Regions from separate parts of the Capra hircus genome. Here region 1 is linked to region 2. A link is a contact called in public Hi-C data. All regions are on one chromosome and are shown on one strand. Each heading gives the region's core, a stretch centred on a gene start, on an enhancer-like site or on the middle of the called end of the contact. The rest is flanking DNA. Distances are from core to core; before and after follow the strand shown.

The links. A called contact is a pair of places that touch in the nucleus more often than the background predicts.
Region 1: a Hi-C map of blood shows a contact between it and region 2, with 6 times the contacts expected there. The contact joins two enhancer-like sites. A contact is called at or near these places in 2 of 5 Hi-C or Micro-C datasets (both in blood).

What each region holds. Positions count from the first base shown.
Region 1 is chr15:41,848,821-41,853,352 of ARS1.2, forward strand. LOC102172084 (protein-methionine sulfoxide oxidase MICAL2) reads left to right here. Exons shown (of 32, transcript XM_018059559.1): 16 at 2,633-2,701. Among named protein-coding and RNA genes, the nearest start is that of PARVA, 130 kb to the right of the region's middle. Within about 2 kb of position 2,616, at least 1 of the 5 cell types and tissues checked has an H3K27ac peak or open chromatin away from gene starts, as enhancers often do.
Region 2 is chr15:41,658,432-41,662,684 of ARS1.2, forward strand. No RefSeq gene overlaps it. Among named protein-coding and RNA genes, the nearest start is that of DKK3, 15 kb to the left of the region's middle. Within about 2 kb of position 2,785, at least 1 of the 5 cell types and tissues checked has an H3K27ac peak or open chromatin away from gene starts, as enhancers often do.

The DNA.
Region 1 (4,532 bases), core at 1,366-3,865, 190 kb after region 2:
AGCAGAAGCAAATTATTTGTTTAATCTCATGCTGCCTCTTGGCACAATAACCACCTTCTTCCTCCTTGTACCCCAGTTCTCTATGGTGCAAAATAGAGTTCAAGGAGGGGGATATGGAGGCATTTTTTTGGCTCCTTGATAGAGATGTACAGATAAGAAAAATTGGATAAAATTCCAGGTTGGTGTTTTCCCAAGCTTTGTGTTTTAACTTGGCTCTTGGTTGAGCATAAGTGCTTTCACGATAAATCCATATGGAAGAGCAGAGACCCTTTGGGTCTGTGTGTGGCTAACCTTTCCATATAGACTGCATTTGATTGTCCTGTGGGTCAGGCTGAATCAGAGAAACTGAGGTTGCCCCTACCCGCTTCCTCTCTCCCCCCGAAAGATTCGGGGTCTTCTTAGGTCCTGCTGCTGGGTACACTCCCCCCAGGAATGTTTTTTGTGTACTTGCCACTAATGTACTGAGTATGGATCAATGCAGGCTCTGATTGTTGGACCAATCACACCCAGAGAGTAAGATATGTTGCTCTTTGAAGGAAAGAGCAAGTCCTCATTAAAGGTGGAAACCAGAAAAACCCTATGATGCCTGAAGTGTTCTTGTGGGGAGGACACCCTGTACTTTCACAGGCTTGTCTCGGGGCCAGTGCGCACTCACAGGCTCTGGAGCCGGGCGCCTAAACAGCCTAGGCCTCTGGAACCTGATGCTATAAATAAGATCATCTGTTTCTCTTGGTGTTTGCCCAAACATTTGGGTTGAAATTATTTCCATTCACCGAAAAATGATTTGTTAGAAGCTGAGGGAAATGTTGAAGGGAAGGTGAGGCCCTTTGATCTGTTGTTTTGTGCTGCTTGAGCAAGGGAAGGGTCACATTCTTGAACAAATATCAATGACTAAACTGCGGTTGATCTTGTTTTAAAATTTTTTAAAGTTGCTGGTGAATAGGAGGAGGGGCAGAGGTGGTGGGGAGTGTATGAGCAGGGGGAGCAGGTGCTTGCCTGTGAGAGCAAGTGGGTACAGACTAGACTGTGTGCTGAGGGCTCTGATCATTCCTGTTGATTTATAACATCCGGGAGGGAAAGGGTCCTCTGGGATGGGGCAAGGTGAGGATGTGTGGTGGGGATTGGGCTGCAGCCTGGGTTTGAGGGAGAGAGAGGCCAGCCATTTCAGCTGCATCCAGTGTGAACAGAGGCTGGGATTTAATCTGGCCTTCTCTGGCTCAAACAATAAAGAATCCACCTGCCAATGCAGGAGATGTAAGAGACAAGGGTTTGACCCGTGGGTCAGGAAGATCCCCTGGAGAAAGAAATGGCAACCCACTCCAGTATTCTTGCCTGGGAAATCCCATGGACAGAGAAGCCTGGCGGGCTACAGTCCATGGGTAACACACTCTTCACACTTTGTCATGCGAGGGACCCGCTGAGGGGGTCGGAGTCTCCCATGGGGAGGGAGGCCTCGTCAGTGGGGATGGCTCCATGGTCCTCAGTGGGCTGGCCATATGGGGAAGGTCCCAGCTGGAGGTCTAACCCCAGTGTCCTGGAGAGGGTTGGGGGTAGGGGGAGGCACTAAATCCAGCCTACAGCCCCATCCCAGCTTATAGCATCAGCTCAACTTGTGCAGTCCCACTGCTTCCCTTAAGTAGAAAAGCCAGACCACAGGTGTGCCCTTGGGTGGCCCTTGCAGGCATCATGCAATGGGCTGAGGTAGAAGGGGGTCTCTGGATTTAAATGTCCAGATCTGGGAAGCAGAGGGTCAACTGTAAGGGGTTATCAATAGGACAGCCATGCAATCTGTTGTCTAAACCAGGGTACTTTTGAGAATGAGGGACTTCCCTGGTGGTCAGTGGTTAAGACTTTGACTTCTAGTGTGAGGGGCCAGGTTTGATCCCTGCTTGGGGAGCCAAGATCCCATATGCCTCGCAGCCAAAACACCAAAACATAGAACAGAAGCAATATTGTAATGAATTCAATAAAGACTTTTTAAATGGTCCATAACAAAAAAAAAAAAAAAATCTTACAAAAAAAATGTGGGCATTACTCCTGATTATGCCTGGGGGGAAAAACAGTACATCAAAATGTCCTGGGAAAACTGAGCTATACGGTCACCATAGTTTTCATGCCATATCTGATGCTGCTTTGAAGTTAACACAGTATCATTTACCAGTAGCTGCAGTGGGACTGCATGGCAGAAGTAATTTGCCATCAAATTCCTGGACAGCTGATCTGAGTCCTGAGAATCCGTGCCTGTGAGGGGAGCCAGTGGCACCTCTTCACAGGAGGTGATATCCTCAGGGCAGCATCAGCAGGCCTGGCTGTGATGGCTCTGAGTCCAAGGTCACTGACAAGGAGACAATCCCTGCCCATGTCACAGGGATTCTTTGTACTTTGGGATGTTTTGGCATGCTTTGGGAATCTGTATTCCCACTCTCTTCGGACAGAACCCCTGGCTCCTGAGACGGAGGGAGGCTCCCTCCGCTGTGCCTGAACAGAGCTGAGAGCGTTTGTCACGGTGCAGGGTAATGTCATCCCCTCAGTTCCTGGGCTGGCAGCTGTTGCAGGCAGGGTTGCATCCCCAGTGCTGGCACCGCAGCCCTTGACCAGCCCTGAGCTCACCATGCTTTGTTGGCCATCACAGGTGGACAGTCGAACCGAAGAGAATGACATGAACAAGCGGAGGCGGAAGGGCTTCAACAACCTGGACGAGGTTCGTGTGCTCACTGTCGGTTCACACAGATGCCTGTTTCCTGACAGCCAGTGGCCACAGCCCAGCGTCTGACCGAGGCAGTCGCCCTGCCCTTCTTTCTTTCCTCTCATGAACCGCTGGGTTCCAAGCTTAGCTCGATGGGCAGACAGTCAGGTCTGGTCACTAGCTATGTCACTCTCCCAGGGTGTGGCTCATGTCTGTAAAACACAGATGATGCATTTGAAATGTAGGATATTTTGCAGAATTTCAAAGATTAAATAGTAGGCAAAGGAGGAATATACCTCAACATAATAAAGGCCACAACAAACCCAGAGCAAGTGTTATTCTCAGTGGTAGAAAACTGAAAGCATTTCCTCTAAAATCAGAAGACAAGGCAAATGTGCCCACTCTCCCATGACTATTCAGCATAGTTTTAGAAGTCCTAGCCATGGCGATCAGAGAAGAAAAAGAGATAAAAGGAGTCCAGGTTGGAAAATAAGTAAGATTCTCAGTCTGCAGATGACAAGATTCTCTACGTGCCAGAGTCACGATTGCATGCATGCATGCTAGGTCACTTCAGTCGTGCCCAACTCTGTGCGACCCCATAGACGGCAGCCCACCAGGATCCTCTGTCCACAGGATTCTCCAGGCAAGAAGACTGGAGTGGGTTGCCATTTCCTTGGTTTAATTTAATCTTAAAGATTAAATAAGAGGATGTGTAAGCATCCAGTGTTCTTGCCTGGAGAATCCCAGGGACAGGGGAGCCTGGTTGGCTGCCGTCTATGGGGTCGCACAGAGTCGGACACGACTGAAGTGACTTAGCAGCAAGCATGTATGCATGCACACACCGTACCAATCGTGGTCTCTGGCACCTAGGTTAATCAAGATATAATCACTTTTAATAGTAAGTAGGAAAGAGGCACCAGCAGTCCCACTGTTCTCCCAGTCCTCATTTCTACTTTTTGTGTTTTCTGTACCATTAGTCTTTTAGGCGAATGTCCCAGGACCCACAAGTGCCACCTTCTGGTGAAAGAAGAAAGTTACAGGCTGCTTTGTCAAAGCCAAAGTAGCCTTTACTTTGTCAGACGGTAAAGCATCTGCCTGTAGTGCAGAAGACTCGGGTTCAATCTCTGGGTTGGGAAGATCCCCTGGAGAAGGAAATGGCAACCCACTCCAGTACTCTTGCCTGGAAAATTCCATGGACTGAGGAGCCTGGTAGGCTACAGTTCACTAGGTCGCAAAGAGCTGGACACGACTGAGCGACTTCACTCTCACTTGTCAAAGCTGAGCATGTTCTCTCTCCTGCTACTGAAAAATTGATCAGAAGAAAAAGTTTACCGGTTCTTGCTTCCCCAGGCAGCTCTTTAAAGAGACCTGAGATATATACTTCATTCCAAGTGAAAGAAAGTGAAAGTCGTTCAGTCATGTCCAACTCTTTGCGACCCCATGGACTATACAGTCCATGAAATTCTCCAGGCCAGAATACTGGAGTGGGTAGCCTTTCCCTTCTCCAGGGGATCTTCCCAACCCAGGGATCAAAGTCAAGTCTCCCGCATTGCAGGTGGATCTTTACCAGCTGAACCACAAGTGAAGCCCAAGGATACTGGAGTGGGTAGCCTATCCCTTCTTCAGCGGATCTTCCCGACCTAGGAATTGAACCAGGGTCTCCTGCATTGCAGGCAGATTTTTTACCAACCGAGCTATCAGGGAAGCCCTACACCTCATTCCAAAAAGCCATTCTAATCCCACAAAAGCAGGCTAGTTGCTGTCTCTGAATTGTAAGAATACCAGCTTTAGCTAACCTACTGGCTGATACCAAAACAATGACTAAAAGGCACAAAGGATAATTTGT
Region 2 (4,253 bases), core at 1,535-4,034:
TCAGGAAGATTCCACATGCTGCGGAGCAACTGAGTCCGTGCGCCACAACTATTGAGCCTGCGCCCTAGAGCCCAGGAGCCACAGCTACTGAGCCCACGTGCTGCAATTGCTGAAGCCCTTGGGCCTAGAGTCTGTGCTCAGCCAGCAAGAGGAGCCAGCTCGGTGAGAAGCCTGTGCACTGCAACAAAGACTGGCCTCCGCTCCCCGCAGCTAGAGGAAGTCCTCACACAGAACGAAGACCCAGGGCAAACAGAAATAAAGGAAATGCATTTTTTTTTAAGTGTATGACTGGGTGAAGGGAGATGGGTTATTTTAATAAAATGACAATTTAAAACAAAATAAAGCGGTTCACTTAACATCTTGTGAATTTCATCTCAGTTCAGTTCAGTTGCTCAGTCGTGTCTGACTCTGCGACCTCATGGACTGCAGCCCACCAGGCCTCCCTGTCCATCACCAACTCCCGGAGTTTACTCAAACTCATGTCCATTGAGTCGGTGATGTCATCCAACCATCTCATCCTCTGTCATCCCCTTCTCCTCCCGCCTTCAATCTTTCCCAGCATCAGGGTCTTTTCCAATGAGTTGGTTCTTCACATCAGATGGCCAAAGTGTTGGAGTTTCGGCTTTAGCATCAGTCCTTCCAATGAATATTCAGGACTGATTTCCTTTAGGATGGACTGGTCGGATCTTCTTGCAGTCCAAGGAACTCTGAAGAGTCTTCTCCAAAGCCACAGTTCAAAAGCATCAATTCTTTGGCGCTCAGCTTTCTTTATAGTCCAACTCTCACATCCATACATGACCACTGGAAAAACCATAGCTTTGACTAGACGGACCTTTGTCAGCAAAGTAATGTCTCTGCTTTTAATATGCTGTCTAGTGGTCATAACTTTTCTTCCAAGGAGCAAGCGTCTTTTAATTTCATGGCTTCAGTCACCATCTTCAATTTCACTTCAATCTATTATTAAGGGGAAGAAAATATAGACTAGCATGATCCCCCAGATAAGCTGCTAGGTCAAAAAAGGAAAGTGTAAAACAGTATGTGTATGATATTGTCTGTCTATCAGCATGAAATATCCACTGTTAACCTTTCTGTACCTGAAAGGTTTCTGTACAATTTCTGTACAATTTGCAAATTGTCCATATACTACTCATGCAAAAACTGAAAAGTGAATTAATGAACTGTTTTTAAACACAGTGCTGACCTCAGACTCAGACCAGGTTTGAGATCTCAACTCTAACAGGCATCAGCTGAAAACTCTGTGTTACTCTCAGTCCCAGTTTTCACTTCTGTGACGGAGGCACAATGACTGTACCTACTGTCTGGGGGGTTGTCATCTACATTAATGAGATCATGAGGGAAAGGACCCAGTGCTTGGAATTCTGTGAACGCTGACTGAATGGTGGGAGTGTTTCCTACTCAGAGCACTTCTGACATCGACTACACGGGCTTTTCCCACACCACCCACCAGTTCCACAACCCTTAGACACCGACTGGGTGTCTCAAAGCTCAGTTCAATCCTGATGCTATTCATTCAAGGTTAGTGCAGACTCTCAGGTTAAAAGCTCAGCCCCTGGAGACTGTCCCCACTTCTGATGCCAGTCACAGGTCCCAAGGTGCCACCTATACTTCTGACTGACTAGCTGTAAATTGGAGGCTCCCATGCCTCCCTCCTTCAGATCTGATAATTTGCCTGAAATGCTCACAGATCTCAGAAAAGAGTTTTCCTGGCTATTCCTGGTTTATTATAAAGGATACAACACAGGAACAGCCAAATGGGAGAGATGCATATGGCAAGGAATGTAGGAAGGGGTGTGGAGCAGCTTTGCTCCATCTAGGCATGCCTCACTCTCAGCACCTTGAGGTACTCACCTATATGGAAGCTCTCTGAACTTTGTCTTTTAAGGGTTTTACTGGAGGCTGCATCATGGAGGCATGATTGATTGAATCAACGGTCACTGGCGATTAGCTCAATCTGAAGGTCTCCCTTCCCCAAAGATCAGGAAGTCCAGGATCAAGTCAGTCTTTCTGATGACCTCTCTCATCCTGAAGCTATCTAGGGTCCTCCAGCCTCCAGTCATCTCAGCATACAAAAGACACTCTCAGCACTCCAGAGGTTCTGAGAGATTTTTGGAGTTGTATGTCAGGAACTGGGCGCAAAGACCAGATATATTTCTCCCACAGGATATTAAGCAGATCCTTACAGAAGAAAGAGGAGAAGGCGATGGCACCCCACTCCAGTACTCTTGCCTGGAAAATCCCATGGATGGAGGAGCCTGGTAGGCTGCAGTCCATGGGGTCGCTAAGAGTCGGGCACGACTGAGCGATTTCACTTTCACTTTTCACTTTCATGCATTGCAGAAGGAAATGGTAGCCCACTCCAGTGTTCTTGCCTGGAGAATCCCAGGGACCGGGGAGCCTGGTGGGCTGCCGTCTACAGGGTCGCACAGAGTCGGACACGACTGAAGTGACTTAGCAGTAGCAGTACAGAAGAAAGAATGAGAAAGAGCAAGAAAAACACGATTTAGATCCTGCTCCCCAGATAGAGCATGCTTTCTCACTTTGGCTAGGTGCTCTGGTGGAAGAGCCCAAGAAGTTTAACATGCCAAGGAGGAAAGGTCATGCCTCAGACACACTGCAGCGATGCGCTCTGAGGCTGGGCGAAGTGGCCACTGATGGTGGCCTGAGGTGCTAGGGCACATTGGAGTAAATGCAAACGGTGGCCAGGTGGACACAAAATTACTGCAGAGAGGGACTGAGAAAGCCAGCTGGCATTGCTCTAAAGTCAACTTCTTTGTGGCCCAACCTGGCTGTACTCCTGAAGCCCAAGGTGGGTGCCCGGGCCCCCCTCTAGGTGCAGCCTGCAGCTTCCGAGCACAGGTCCGTCCTCTGCCTCCTGCCCCTAGTAGTCCGGTGCCCAGAGAGATGCTTCCACAGCCACCTGGCCTTTCCCCTGGGCTGCTGAATCAGTTTCCCGGGAGTCACCTGAAAGAAAGTTGTGCTTACCCAGGAGCTCAGGAGAGGAGTGGTGAGGGTCAGGAAGGACACAGTCAGTGCAGGCTTGGGCCCCTCAGTGGCTCCTGAGAGAGCAGGTACAGAGGAGGTACATAGCTCCTCCTCGCCCACTGGTCTGGCAGGCTCTTACTTCAAATACAAACGGCCATTCCATTTTAAATTCCTATTGTGATGCTTGGCTCCTGTCCCTTGGTGGCTTTCCTGCGGGCTCAGATGGTAAAGAATCTGCCTGCAGTGCAGGAGACCGGGGTTTGATCCCTGAGCTGGGAAGATCCCCTAGAGAAAGGAATGGCCTCCCACACCAGAATTCTTGCCTGGAGAATTCCATGGACAGAGGAGCCTGGAGGCTACAGTCTATATGACCACAAAGAGTTGGACATGACTGAGTGACTAACACTTGAAATGTTATCATTCTCACTGGGCCATGAGCATCTTGGGGGCAGGTGCCTCTTTTTATCATCATTCAGTCCATTGTACAGGAGGGCAAGGCTTCCCCATGGGCAGTGTCATCTCTGCAGGGCAAGAATTGGTTCTTGGGGGGAGAAAAATTCTTATGCTTATATATAAAGCACAGAAGTATACACAGTATGTAAACAGATAAATAGTGTGTGTGGTACTAAACTTTTATGGGTGGAGTCAGTTAGAAAACATTGCCTAAGAAGGCTTGTAAGGGAGAGACATGTATATGTATGGCTGAGTCCCTTCGCTGATCACCTGAAACTATCATAACATTGTTAACTAGCTATACCCTAGTACAAAATAAAAAGTTAAAAAAAAAGTCTGAGAGTCCCTGGAGCAAGAAGTCAGAACATCCACTTCTCAAGATGGAGCTCTGAATTCCTTTCCCTTGCCCTGTTGTGAGCATTAAATGTGGTATTGGGAGGTGCAGCGCACAGCAGGTGCACAGCAGACACACAGCACACGGAAGACCTATTCCACTCTGGAGGCCGCCTGAGAGTGCCACTCTCTCAGAACCTGGTCTTTCACAGTCTCTTTGGCTGCCTCATCAGCTGCCTACCTGTGTGCCTGCCCACGGGCTGCTGCAGGCACAGGTGAAGATGCTTGTCATTTGGGCTTAGCAGGCCCCTGCAATATACAGGTGAGGCAGGTCCACGCAGAGCTAAGAAGTGCAGCCCCGGGCCCCTCTCCACCACTGACTCCATGGACACAGCACAGTCCCTTTGCAGGGCCACCTCTCTCCCTGCTGGCTGGCCATCCCTTCTATTTGTCCAGCTCCGCAG